4 separate regions of the Mus musculus genome follow, and all the other regions are linked to region 1. The links are chromatin contacts, called in public HiChIP or PLAC-seq and promoter capture Hi-C maps. All regions are on one chromosome and are shown on one strand. The core of a region is the stretch at or near the end of the contact, and the rest is flanking DNA. Distances in the headings are between cores, read along the strand shown.

Region 1 (3,316 bases), core at 596-3,095:
TTGCCGGACACACAAGCAAGTCGTAACACTTATTATCCACCTTCTGCATGCCAAGCCAGGCCTCATTCAGAGAGAGACTTGACTGAGAGCATTGAAAAAAACTTAGATAGAAAGCAATGATTTACAAGGCAAGAAAGCCAAGTCTTGCTTGAGGCAAACCACAATAAACGTTCAAAGAGTAAAGGCCTTCAGGGTGAGAGAGGGCAAACAGGCAGGGAAGGCTTCCGGGAGGAGGAGAAGTTTAAGCTGGGACTTAAGGGACCAGTGAAATAGCAGACTATTTTTTGTTTGTTTGTTTATTTGTTTATTGGTTTTTCAAGACAGTATAACCCTGGCTGTCCTGGAACTCACTCAGTAGACCAGGCTGTCTTTGAACTCAGAAATCTACCTGCCTCTGCCTCTCACATGCTGGCATTAAAGTCATGTGTCACCACCTCTTGGTGGTCTACTGTAGACTAAAGAGGCCTGTGTATTCCAGATCAAGTCTGATATAGCAACAGCTGTCGATTCTCATGGACCAAGCTCTGTGCCGAAGGCTTTGCATATACTGTGCCATGAGATTTCTCTGTGACTCCGACATAAGGAATGAGAGAGAGAGAGAAAAAAAAAAAAGACCCAGAGAATGGAGAAGAAATCTTGTCAAACAGCTTTCACAAAAGGGTTAGGGGACTGGATGTGAATTAAGAATGTCGAAGAGAAAGCCTGGGCTACCTGGTTTGTGATGATCTGATCAGGTCTTAACACGGGGACTCAGCCCACCCCCCCTCCTGTTGTGGTAAAATAATTGTTTAGGCCGGTCAATGGTGGCGCACGCCTTTAACCCCAGTGCTTGGAAGGCAGAGGCAGGTGGATTTCTGAGTTTGAGGCCAGCCTGGTCTACAAAGTGAGTTCCAGGACAGCCAGGGCTACACCGAGAAACCCTGTCTCACAAAAACAAAAACAAAAACAAAAACAAACAAACAAAAATTTGTGTAGAAGAAACCTGGAGGTGTTTGATTCAGGAAGGAAGAGTGCTGGGTCCTGTTGGGGAAAATGACCTGACAAACTCTGGACCCTCACCCACGCTGTGCCTGTCAAGGGCGGGGCAGAGTTTGGGAGAGTGGAAAGGAGCTCTTTACTAGAACAAAGACTCCCGACCTGGACTGTCCTACATTTGACTGCCAATTCTCAGATCAGCGAATCTGTGAATGACCCGAGGCACAATATCCCGCCCCTCCGACTCCCTGGTCTTACCCATCCCACTTCTCCGGATTGATGGGATAAATTAAACAACATAACATATATAATGGTCTAATCTTAGTGTACTGTACGGGCGTACAGTAGGCGCTCAATAGAGGTTAGTTTTTTTCCTGAAGAAAAACATAAAAGGGAGGCGCCACCCTTCCCTGCCCCTCTGCCAATTAAAGCCTGGAGGAACAGGTTCCTGGGTTTCATTTGAAGAGAAAGAGGACATATTGGTTATATTAATTAATATATTAATAAATGATTTAACCTAACTAAGCAACAAAGCGAAAACAAAAGGTTTTGTGGCCAGGGAAATGCACTTGAGGGTCAAGACTCAGGTCCCGACTCTGACTCTCTTTCAATGTTTGGCCCCACCCCCAAGGAAAAGAGGTCCGCTCCTCAGCGCTCTTCGCTGTACTGTTGGTCCTTATGCTGGGTGTTCCAGATGCACCTCCTGCCTCAGTTTCGCCTACTGTTACAAGAGGACGCTGAAGTCAGCAGATGTCGCGGCCCCTTTAAGCCACTAAGCTCCTGTCGTAATCGCTGTTTCTTAGACTAAGCCTTTCCGGGGGTGGGTGGGTGGGAGGAGCCTATATATATTGTAGCAGCCAATCGAGGCGCGGCATTTTCCGCGGGAGATCCGAATTTGGCGGCATATAGTTTGGCGCTAAAAAAAAAAAAAAAGAAAAAAAAAAGAAAAAGAAAGAAAAAAGAAGAAAGAAAAGAAAAAGGAGTCCAAGCAAGGGACGGGAACTAGAGGGGTGAACGCAGAGCTCAGCAGGGCGCACAGGACACCCTTCGCGGGTCAGAGCACACGAGTGTCCGCGGGGTCCGTGGGCATTCCGGGACGCTTTCACGCACGGGCGCGACTCCGGACGCCCAGATATTCGGGGCACGAGCCGGACCGGGCCAACTCCTGGCAGTGCCACCTGTGCCACGCGATCTCCGAGTGGCGATCTCCGAGCTCGGCAGCGCTGGGCGGCGGGCCAGGAGGGGAGGGTCCGGCCTTGCCCGGCGGGCGTCCATTGGCGGCTGCTCCCGGCGTCCGCGGTGCAGCCGGCTGCAAAGCCCGCAGGTGCCCCGCGCGCGCGCGCCAGACCCGAGTGGGTAGGGGGCGCCGCACTCGCCATGCTGCGCGCGCCGCGGACCCTGGCTCCGGCCACGGCGCAACCTACAAAGAGCTTGCCGGCGCTGAACCCCACCGAGCTGTGGCCTTCGGGTCTGAGCAGCCCCCAGCTCTGCCCGGCCACCACCGCCACCACCTACTACACTTCGCTTTACACGCAGACGGTGCCTTCCTCTGTGGCGCTGGGCACCTGCCTCGACGCCACTCCCCACGGACCCGAGGGCCAAATTGTGCGATGTGCACCCGCAGGCCGGCTGCCGGTAATGCTGGGGGACCCCCTGTACTTCCCGTATACGTGTCTGGGTGGGGAAAAAGGAGAGAGGGTGCTTGGGACGCCCTACGGCTTGATTACAGCTGGTTGAGGTGGGGAAGCGGGACTGGCAGTAGAGAGAACCCTTTCATTTTCCGACTCCGTGAAGTAATCTCGCCTGCTGTCGCGGACTGCAATGAGCACTGGTCAGGGGAGCCTGGAGACCTAGCCCAGTGCCCCTAGCGCCTGCGTGACCTTGAGGAAGCTTCCAAGGCATCGACGATGCTTAAGTTCATTCATTCTTTCATTGTTTACGCCAGAACCAACACCTGCTTTTTCAGGCCAGGGGCTTGGCCTGTGGGATTTCCTGGTGACTTTAAATCCGCATAGGTCTCCCAGGTCTCTGGTCCAGCCTGGTATCTGGACCAGAGTTGTCTAGCCAGCTCCTTCTCAAGTGTTGTCCTCAGGTCCTCCCCACAGCCTGCTCATCGTCCGAAATAGCCAGTAGCAATGCAAATGTAGTCCGTCTCTTGGGTTTCCTGTTCAGATGGACTGTGACCTCGCGAGTGAGAGATGTGTTGTCAGGGAAGGCCTGGTGTGGTGGCGTTTGGGCTGTAGTACAGGGTTTGTGGGAATGGATGAGAAAGGGCCTGAGGGAGTTAGAGGGAGGGTTGGGGTGGCTGGTTTCAGCTCTGGTCTTCACTGTGTATATTTGG
Region 2 (3,316 bases), core at 261-2,760, 250 kb after region 1:
TGCCATGCTGGGCTGTGTATCAGGACCCTCTGGCCCTCCACAGGGGTTCAGCCAGGACACTAGTAGCACAGCCTATATTAAGGCCACCTATGTTTGGCATTGCTCAATCTCCCCATCTCCAGTGTGGGGAAAGAGCCAAGGGCCTAAAGAGAGGAGAGACGGCTGATTGAGGTGTGGCTGCCCATAACTCCTGTCTATTCATGCCGTGGATTTATTTGCCTGGGATCTGCGCTAAGACAAAAAGAACCTCTGCATTATTAATGACCATTGATCACAGCCTTCCAAAAAAGAGAGACTGAGAGAGATGGAGGCTCCAAGCCAATCACAAATGACAGACCAGGAGAGCAAGGGGTGGGGGCGGAAGGGGAGGGCCAGGTGGGCAGAGAGTTTGGCGCAAATAGAAGGACACGGAAGGACGCTGCAAGCAAGGCGTGGAATAGCTGCTGAGTTCTCAGTGTGCTGGTGTGCCAGATGTCAAACAGCTGTGTGGGTGCTGGTGGGTGTTTCCGGATCTCCCTATGCACTCCCCCCCAAAGGAGACTCAAAGACACAACTTTTACCAGGGATGAAGAGTCGCGGTCACTTCATGATGCTAATAGGGTCAATTCATCAAGAACACATAACCAGTCTACTGGTGGATGCTGGTGATAACAAGACATGAGAATATACAAACAGTAAGGAGACACAGTGGGTGGGCAAGGACACGGAAGGCCAGGTCCACCGGAGCTGTAAGGAACCTGGTCAAGCAGGAGTCTTTGCCCTCCCTGTCTTTGAACTCAGCTCTCTCTCTCTCTCTCTCTCTCTCTCTCTCTCTCTCTCTCTCTCTCTCTCTCTCTCTCTCTTTCTTTTTCTGGCTCTCTACATCCGCAGCCCCTACTAAACGCTGAATAAGGGAGCTGGCGGTCATATCTGCTGCCCCAACTTTGGGATCACTCTGCTTGCCCAGCAGGAAACTGTACTCATTCCACCTCTGGTGTGTGGCCGGGACGCTTCCTACCTCCGGTCTGTCCTGAGAGGCTGCTTTCCCGGTGAGACTTTCTCCCCTCCCCCGCCCTCCCACCGCCTCCGACCACCCTGTCCACTCCCCACCTCCTTTCTTGCTTTATTTTCCTCCTGAAACATCTGTCATCTCATTAAGTACATCGTATCCGCCCCAGTAGAACGTGAGCCCCAAGGGGCGGGGGTTGCACAATGGTTTTAAGCCCAGTGCATAGCCGGTGCAGATATAAAGCAGATCGATAAATACTTGCTAAATTAAAGGTAGGGGGCGGGAGACTCAGCTTGTGAGGAACCCGCGGATGGAGTCTAGGCACGGTCCACTTTCCCCGGACAGTCCATTCCTTCCTACAGGTGGGCCTCCTCCACCCGCATCCCCTGCGTCCTCCTACCGTGGGGTTGGGGCAGGGGCTCCGGGCGGGCCTCCCCTGCTGTGGGCGGGAGGCCGAGTGGGGAGCGAGCCCAGCGGGGGAGGAGCCGGGGAGCAGAGCACGGAGCAGCGGCGGGCGCGGGCAGGAGCCCGGAGCCCGAGCTGCAGGCGCGGAGGGCGGCGGCGCCCGGAGCTCAGCGGGGGTCGTGGAGGAGGCCGGGCTGCAGCCCTCAGGGGTGCGAGGCGCCCACGGCGTTGTTCCGTACCTCCCGGCAGGGAGCTGGTAAGCGCGGGAGCTTGGGGCGTCGCAGCCTCGCGGGGCTGAGCCTAGCCGGGCGGGTCCTGATGGGTCACCTGGCGTCCCGCCTCTGTGCGCCTCTCGGACGGGACAGGAGCGCACGGAAAGACGGTCCCAAAGGACCATCGGGGCCCGAAGGGAGCATCCCGGATGGTTGTCCAAAGCCCTGGATCGTGGGGTGGGTGGAGGGATTCCCCAGGGGAGGCTGCGGGACCCTGGGAGAGCGTCCTCCGTGTCCCGCGCTCTGGGAAGATCCCACTGGACAAGAGTGCCCCCCCACCTCGGCCCGAGGTGAAACGTCTACCCCCAGGTGGCCCCGGTGACGGCCTAGGGAATCGGGGAGCCCTCTACCGGCCAGGTCAGGGGTGACGCCAGTACGGGAGGGGACTTGAAGGAGCGTCCAGTTTGGAGCTCGGGTTTGGAAAGGGCCCTGACTTGCTTGTGACCTTGGGCAGGTCACTGCTTCTCTCTGAGCCTCAGTGTGCACATCTCTCAAATGGAGAGGACGCTTCCCTTCACTGCGGATTGGTGGGAGTGGGTGAGAGACCGTGGATGCCTTTTTATACGCGGTAAAGTTCTCTGCAAATCCTAGCTTTTCGAGCAACATCAGAACTGCAGAGAGCTCAGGGAGATTGGCTTTATTGCAGATGGGAAGAAGGTGGCAAAAATCTTGCCCAAAGTCTCAGTACTTGTAGAATGTAATACTCAACGCCCCCGGCCCGGCCCCCACCCCCACCCCCACCCCCACCTGCTCCCACTCGCTGGGTTTGGGGACCATCAGAGATTAAGATCCTAATACTCTCAGGCTGGCCACATTAGCAAACTAGCCCTGGCTACTTGCTTAGCTGCTTAGTCCTCTGAGCATTGGCTCCCTCCTATATGAAACGAGAGTGACAACGACCACACTCCAGGTTTGCTTTGCAAAATCAAATGGAATCACTGCCTAGTATTACATCTGACCTCAGACAGGAACTCGGCCTTCCTCGCCAGGCTTTGTAGTAGCAACCTCAGATCTCATCTTGGGAATTGCTTTATGGCAGTGGTCCTCAAACTCTGAGTCTCAACCCCTTTGAGACTCGACCGACCTTTTCACGGGGGTGGGGGTGCGGGTTGCCTAAGAGTTCAGAAAACACAGATACTTACATTATGATTTATAAAAGTAGCAAAATTACAATTATGAAGTAGCAACAAAAAAATAATGATTTTATGGTTGAGGGTCACCACCACATGAAGAACTGTGTTGAAGAGCGGCAGCATCAGGAAGGCTGAGAACACCTTATGGTGTTTTCTAGTGGCATTTGTGTTGCAGGTCTGTGCTTTCCTCTACATGCCAGTGACATTGGCTAGACTCTCAGCCCTTCCTATAATGGTCCTTTTATGACAACAGCAAGCTGGCCACTTGGGCAGCTGAGCTTTGATCACTGATATTTCCCAGTTGGTTGGCAGAAAGTGGGCTTTATTCAAGAGACCAGGACTCCATTGGAAGCTGGAGTCCAGGCCAGTAGGTATAAGTGGCAGGGTCTAGGGCCCCCACTCTTCTCTATCCGATGACAGGACCAGGAATATAAAGATGGCTCTTTGCCTTTACTATCTCCCTGATAGAGAGTGGATCTGCTGTGGTCCCTTCTCTCTCTGGATGGATAACGTTTCTT
Region 3 (3,316 bases), core at 480-2,979, 150 kb before region 1:
CACAGGGGTCTCTCAACAGTTTCCTCACCTCTCTCTTCACAACACATTCAGTTCTCCCTCCCCAGTGGGTACAGAAGCCAAGAGCTCACATAGCTGCTACTGAAATACATCCCCAGCCCCAAGGTAATTTTCTCTCTGGGAAATGAAAAGCCAAATTAGGGCTGTCAGAGGTAGAGGCCTTGCCTACTAGTGTTAGCATATGAGTCCCTGCCAATAACACCAAACACAACAACAACAAAAACCACCAAACACCCTTTTAAATAATTATTAGGAGTTTAAGAAAATTTACTTAACCTTTTTCTAACTTGACATTTCATGCACAAATAGACCATTCCAAAATTTAAATTCTAATGGGGGAAAAAAACCCTACAGATATTATATTACATGGAGGATTTTTATTTTTTTTAACCTGATGGCAGAAACAACAAAATGAGGGTGGTTACTTTAAGGTCAGTCACAAATCTTATAGTGTTCAGAAAGACAATCTGGGACTTGGAAATAATGACCATTTATTAGATGCCCACAAAGGGTTATTGTAAAAAGAACTTGTAAATATGTCTGACCAAAGGTCCCCAAGGCCTCCAAAGAAAGTAAAACACAAGACAATTGAAACATTTACGTTTTCGCTGACTTATAACAACAGCTTCTGAAGAAGTGTATCTCTGAGCTAAAGGAGGGTAGTTAAAAAGTGGCCCGGAGGTTGAGAGGTAGTGACCCAACTAGGAACAAGAAGAGTGAATGGGGTCCCTGACTGGAAATTCTGATGGTGATTAACACTTATAAAGAGCACTTGGGTCTAGCTGGTATTTCAGGAAGAAACTAGAGAAGGGACAGGTCGAGCAGAGAACTCCTCCAAAGTCCCGAGCTGGTGCTGGCTAGGAACCTAGATTGCATGTGTAAGTCCGCTCGCTGTCTCCCTCCACCACTTCCTCTTCCACTCAGCTCGCTGGACACTTCACCTTTTAGGAACCTCAGGCCCAGGCTAGAATGCTGACAAGCCATGTCACACCCTTTGGTGTTTTCGGCTAGAGACTACAGTGAAAACGATTCTAATTCCCACCATACCCTCTTCGTAGAGCTCAGAGAAGCCTAGACACCCGGGGGACCGCGAGGGGATACAATGTATTTAAAAAGTAACAGTTTCTAAAAAGGAGCAACAAAGTAGTTAAGTGCAATTAAACATGGTTGCTCATCACAGCCTGGTCCCACCTTCCAGTATGTCAGAGCGGAGTTAACACGCTCACGCCCTCATCCAGGACCCGAGCTCCAGGAGCAGAGCTCGAAAAACCCCAAGGCGTTCCCCGTTTTCTCGGCTAAAGGGCAGGGTACAGCACAGGGGTCCTCGAGCCGCAGGACCCCCAAGCAGCGGACGGAGTCGCTCGGCTGCAACGGGGAAACAGCTGGCGCGGCTGCCCGAACCCCGGGGAGAGCCGCAAGGCCCGGCCGCCCCTCCAGTCCTCAGCCCCCAGCCGGGGTGCGCCCGCCGGCCGCGAACTCCCCACTGCCCCGCGCCGCTCCGTGGGGCCTGGCTCCGGGTCGGAGGAGAACCCCACTGCGCCCTGCCCGCGACCGTTACAGGGCCCGCGCCGCGCCCAACGCCCGCCCGCGCCGCCCGCCCGCCCGCCGCTCACCTTCTTGGGGTCCGGGTTCGCAGCCAGGCGCGCCTGGAGCTTCTCCACAACTTGGAGCGCCGACTCCGCCGCCATCGCTGTCACTGGCGCGGCCTCCTCGCCGGAACTGGGCTCGCGTCGCGTCCTCGGGCCGCAACTCCGCCCTCCGTGAGGGCCCGGCGGAGACGGAAGCGCGAATGGTCCCTTCCGGGCCTCCGCTGGGGGTGTGTGTATGTGTGGAAGGCCTCAGGACCCGCCCCCGCGCCAGACCACGCCCACTATATCACGGCGATCTGTCGAATACAGCACAGGTCACGCCCCCGACACGCCCAACCCAGAGCCACGCAACCAGCCACGCCCCCAAGCCTGTATTCTGCAAGCCAAACTCTGGCTTTAACTCTCACGCACCGCCTTTCCAGTCATACGCTCGTTTTCGCCTAAGGGTGGGTGGAGTCAGTGATCAGGGTCCGACGCGGCTCCAGGGACCCTTGGAGTGGAAGGAAAGAACTGACTCAGGTAAATTATCTGACTTCCACCTGCAAGCTGTGACACACCCTCGCAATAAAAGAAATCGTGTAATTTTAAAGTAACTTAACGGTATTGTAATTTTGGGAAAGCAATCCAGGCTGTCTGGTTTCAAGGCAATTTGAAACACTAGAAATAAAAATAATAACACATTATTAACCACCTTGTCTGCAAAATCAGAGAGCAGCCCCTTTTATTAGACTGTTCATGTGACATTCTTTTCTTTTCTTTCTTTCTTTCCTTTCTTTCTTTCTCTCTTTCTTTTTATTTCTTTTCTCAAAAAGGATTTCTATGTGTAGCCTTGGAGGTCCTGGAACTCACTCTGTAGACGAAGCTAGCCTTAAACTCACAGAGATCCACCTGCCTCTACGTCCTAAGGGCCAGGATTAAAGTTGTATGCCACCACCACCTGGCTCCATTTAAAAATAAATTAAATCATAATGAATAAAAAGTCATAATATATTAAAAACCAAACTGAACTACATGAGATTCTGTCAGAAAAGAGCCGCTGGGCGTGGTGGTGCACGCCTTTAATCCCAGCACTCGGGAGGTAGAGGCAGGAGGATTTCTGAGTTCAAGGCCAGCCTGGTCTACAAAGTGAATTCCAGGACAGCCAGGGCTATACAGAGAAACCCTGTCTCGAAAAACCAAAAAAGAAAAAAAGAAAAGAAAAGAGCCAGGCAGTGGTGATGCATGCCTTTAATCCCAGCACTTGGGAGGCAGAGGCAGGTGGATTTCTGAGTTCAAGGCCAGCCTGGTCTACAGAGGGAGTTCCAGGACAACCAGAGTTACACAGAGAAACCCTGTCTCAAAAAACCTGTATATCCCTGGCTGTCCTGGAACTCACTTTGTAGACCAGGCTGGCCTTGAACTCAGAAATCCACCTGCCTCTGCCTCCCAAGTGCTGGGATTAAAGGTGAATGCCAAAAATAAATCTTTTAAATAAGAAAGAATAAATGTTGAGGCATTGTCTCAGTAGGTAGCCTTGGCTACCCTGGAACTAGTTATATAGCCTGAGCTATATAGCCTTGGCCTGCCTCCAATTCACAACAATCCACCTGCCTCCGCCTCCGCCTCCGCCTCCGCCTCCGCCTCCGCCTCCGCCTCCGCCTCGGAGTGCTTGGATTAAACCAATTGACATCCAGGCCAAAAACCATCCCCCTAAAAATAAAACTTTATAA
Region 4 (3,316 bases), core at 382-2,881, 140 kb after region 1:
AAGAGGGTTTTTATCTGATCTTGTGTTTGCTTATGTGTGTGTGGAGGGAGGTGCAGACGAAGGTCAGAGGAAGAAAGTGAGTGTCCTGCTCTTCCACCCTCCGCCCTGGAGCTAAACTGGCAGCAAGCTACAGCAATTCTCCGGTTGCAGTCTACATCAGCACTGGAGTTTACAGGTGCATGCGGTCACGCCAGGCTTTTTACTCAAGTGGATGGAGATTCACAGTCAGGTTTTTTTTTTGTGGGGGGGCGGGGTTTCGAGACAGGGTTTCTCTGTATAGCCCTGGCTGTCCTGGAACTCACTCTGTAGACCAGGCTGGCCTGGAACTCAGAAATCCGCCTGACTGCCTCCCGAGTGCTGGGATTAAAGGCATGCGCCACCACTGCCGGGCCACAGTCAGGATTTTAAACTTGCATTTGAGCCGTCTCTCCAGCCCCTAGGACAGGCTTTACAATTTACAGTTCTGGAAGCAGGGAAGTCCAACATTGAGAGCACGCGGGGATAAGGGCCGTCTCCCTACGCTGGAAGCGCAAAAGATGCAGAGAAGATCTAGAGTCAGGCATCAAACTCACAGCCTGGAGGCCTATCAGTCGGCTTTAATGCTTTGAGGGTGGAGTCCTAGTGCCCGAAACACCTCCCACTACCGGCCCCACCTCCCAGCACTACTACATTGGCCATCAAGTTCGTATCAAGTGCACTTTTGCACATGTCCGTTCAAAAACGCATGGGTAGACTAACAATAAACTTTGGTTTATAGGATTTGAGAAACATGATCTCCAGATATGTTTGGAAGCAGATCCCTTGACCTTCTTCACTGAGGTAGTGTTGGGACAGGAGTGACAGGTGAGAGGTTTATGAATAACAGGTATTAGTTTCTTGGAAATGAACCCTTTGCCCGCTTGCCTGGCTTTCAGTCGTTGATCCAGTGACCCTACCTACTCTAGTCTCCAAACTCCGAAGGGTCCCTGCTTTCTGTTAGCGTCACTCTTGAGTCAGATCCACGTTATTCTGTGAGGAGAAGAGCCAAGGAGGGAAACAGGCAGTTTCTCCAGTCATTCTAAGGGATGCTTTTCTACAGAGAAATCTCCAGCGACACGAGTCAAGTCACCCTGAAGTTGTGTTTTGACTAGAGCCAAGATGATCTATTGATGGAGCCCAGCGTGTGGCGAATGGGGTGTGCTCGGGACCTAACGCTCAGAACGGCGGGAGGGAGGATTGGAGATAAGGGACTCCGGCGCGGGGTAGCAGCGCCATTGCGGAGCGTGGCCGCCGGGACCCGAGGGGGCGGGGCTCCGGAGGTGGCCACGCGGCGGGAGGCCTAGATTTTTCAACCTCTTAACGGTGGTAGAAGAAGAGGGAGGAGCTTCGGCCACGCAAGGCCCGCTGCCCCGCAGCCTCGCCACTACCAGGGGCTCCCACCAACAGACCCCTTTGTGTGCATGCCCCCGCCCCGGAGGCGCCGCAGCCAGTGGCGCTGAGACCCCTCATTGGCTCAGCCCGACGGCCACACCGATTGGTCCTCGGAGTCCCCGACGTGAGGGCCGCTTTCCCCTCTCTCTTATTGGCCCGTCAAGCTGCCCGTCATACGGTCTCGTGGGCCGATTGGTCGGCCGCACGGAGTCCCTGGAAGCAGTTCCGGGAAACCCCGCGTGCTGCCGGGATCGCGTCTCGGTCCATGCGAGGGGGGGAGGGGGTGGCGCGCGCGCCATTTCTTGTCGTTTTCAAAGCGCCTCGCGCTGCTTCTCACGGGCCAGGCCGCCAGCCCCCAGCTCTGCCCTGGTGAGTCTCGCGCTGGCCCGTGGGGGGGAGGGGCCGGGAGTCCCGGTCTGACCGGACTCGGCCGGGTCCAGGCTCGGCGCCCTGGCCTGCAGTTTGGGTCTTTGCTCCGAGGCCCCAGGGTGGGGGTGGGGATGGGCCGGGGGCGGCTTCTGCTCCGGCCCGCCGCGCAGCCGCGGGCCTGAGTCCCGCCGCGGCGCCTCCTCTCTCTGTCGCTCATCCTTCTCAGCCCCTCCGGTGCCCCGGTCCCTCGGTCCGCTGTCCTCCGTGCGGCCTGCCGGTCTCGCGGTGCTTTTTCCCGCCTCCGCCCGCCGCTGTCCGCGGCCCCGGTCCGGGCGAAGGGTTTCAGGCGTTTCCCCCTGACCCCGGTGCTTGCCCCCGAGGCCTGCGGTCAGGCCTGGCCCGCCTCTCGCCCGGCGGCCTGTGGGATGTGTTGATAACCGGGTCGCGCCCGAGGGGGTGGGGTGAGCCGAGGGCGGGGTGCAAGTCCCAGGGTTACCTGAGCCGGGAGCAAACTTTTACGGGAGTCGGAGCCGAGGGGCCGAGGTATGGGGGGTGCCTCCCGCCCGATCCCCAACCTGCATGCTTCGAGCCGGGATTTGAAGGAAAAAATGACTACTAAGAGGCCGTGACACTTGGTTTCGAGCGGCGCCTGAGCTAGGTAATTCTGAGAATGTCATAGGCGCTCCAGTTTGGAAAAGCGCTTCTTTTTCTTACACGGTAGTAGCCATGTGGCCAGAATTTTAAGACGAAAGCCCAGGGGTTCTTGAAAGGTTCAGTCCTTTCTCGTTACCTGTTTGGGATTTTTCCCCCCCTTGCCCTTTAAAAGCAGAATGTGTCAGGAGTCAGTCGTAGTGATTAAAGGCTTGATACTCCCGAGCTGTGAGATAACCGTTAGCTTTCCTTGGTTCTTTTAAAAGCCCGTCTCTCAACATTTTGCTTAGAGATGTTCGCCACAAGTCAGGGAGAAGCTAGTACTGACTTCCCGAGTCTCCCAGCGGTCCTTATAAATCTTATTTAAATGACTTTATTTTGTAATTTTCTTTTTTTTGCAAAAATGTTTGTGTCAAAGGGTTCCAGTCACGTTAGAATATTTGCTGCATCCAGAAATATGGTTTGGCTGTGTGGCATTGTTGTTGAATCCCCCCTCTTGATCCGAAGGATTTATTTCCTAGAGTCTATTTTACCTTTTTTTTTTTTTTAGGTTAAAGTTGACAAAATCTGAACATTTTAAAAGTTTTGATATCAATGGTAGTCATAAATGTCTTGTGCTTAATACATAACTTGTCATTTTGCTTCACGCATACTTTTCAAAAACACTCCACCTTAACAGATGTTCATCGAACTTCTCAGTTAATTTCCTCTCCTGTAACATAGTATTCATAGGTGCAGTGCTATGAAGGTCTTGTTACAGAACTTTTGAGTTGTGATCTTCGTATAGTGTTTGTGGGGGAGGAATGGGAAAGCACAAATGTATGTCCACAGAAAGATTTTGGATTTTAGAATGCTTCTTTATAGAACTAGGTTGTTTTAATCAGTA

The links. HiChIP or PLAC-seq counts read pairs in DNA pulled down with a chosen protein or histone mark. Capture Hi-C pulls out chosen DNA fragments and counts their contacts.
Region 2: a contact with region 1 is called in a FOXA1 HiChIP or PLAC-seq map of pancreatic cancer cells. The contact joins the promoter of Htr1d here to the promoter of E2f2 in region 1. A contact is called at or near these places in 1 of 39 promoter capture datasets (stem cell-derived epiblast-like cells) and 1 of 115 datasets of contacts at active chromatin or transcription factors (pancreatic cancer cells).
Region 3: a contact with region 1 is called in a promoter capture Hi-C map of adipose tissue. The contact joins the promoter of Eloa here to the promoter of E2f2 in region 1. A contact is called at or near these places in 6 of 39 promoter capture datasets (the C10 cell line, cranial neural crest, frontonasal cranial neural crest and 3 more), 1 of 15 datasets of contacts at CTCF or cohesin (large pre-B cells), 4 of 484 Hi-C or Micro-C datasets (B cells, bone marrow-derived macrophages, cranial neural crest and 1 more), 17 of 115 datasets of contacts at active chromatin or transcription factors (the 230-238 cell line, CD8 T cells, the NIH/3T3 cell line and 11 more) and 4 of 9 other capture datasets (adipose tissue, liver, macrophages and 1 more).
Region 4: a contact with region 1 is called in an H3K4me3 HiChIP or PLAC-seq map of the SCID.adh cell line, with 33 read pairs. The contact joins the promoter of Hnrnpr here to the promoter of E2f2 in region 1. A contact is called at or near these places in 4 of 39 promoter capture datasets (the 3T3-L1 cell line, the C10 cell line and liver), 1 of 15 datasets of contacts at CTCF or cohesin (large pre-B cells), 8 of 484 Hi-C or Micro-C datasets (CD4 T cells, the N1E-115 cell line, cortical neurons and 4 more), 11 of 115 datasets of contacts at active chromatin or transcription factors (the 230-238 cell line, CD8 T cells, the SCID.adh cell line and 6 more) and 3 of 9 other capture datasets (adipose tissue, liver and pancreatic islet).

Annotation. Positions count from the first base shown.
Region 1 is chr4:136,170,429-136,173,744 of GRCm38.p6, forward strand. E2f2 (E2F transcription factor 2) reads left to right here and starts at 1,846. Exons shown (of 7, transcript NM_177733.7): 1 at 1,846-2,610. The coding sequence starts at 2,353.
Region 2 is chr4:136,423,102-136,426,417 of GRCm38.p6, forward strand. Htr1d (5-hydroxytryptamine (serotonin) receptor 1D) reads left to right here and starts at 1,511. Exons shown (of 2, transcript NM_001285484.1): 1 at 1,511-1,649.
Region 3 is chr4:136,019,920-136,023,235 of GRCm38.p6, forward strand. It overlaps Eloa (elongin A), which reads right to left and starts at 1,730. Exons shown (of 11, transcript NM_013736.4): 1 at 1,632-1,730. The coding sequence starts at 1,706.
Region 4 is chr4:136,309,311-136,312,626 of GRCm38.p6, forward strand. It overlaps Hnrnpr (heterogeneous nuclear ribonucleoprotein R), which reads left to right and starts at 1,632. Exons shown (of 11, transcript NM_001277121.1): 1 at 1,632-1,779.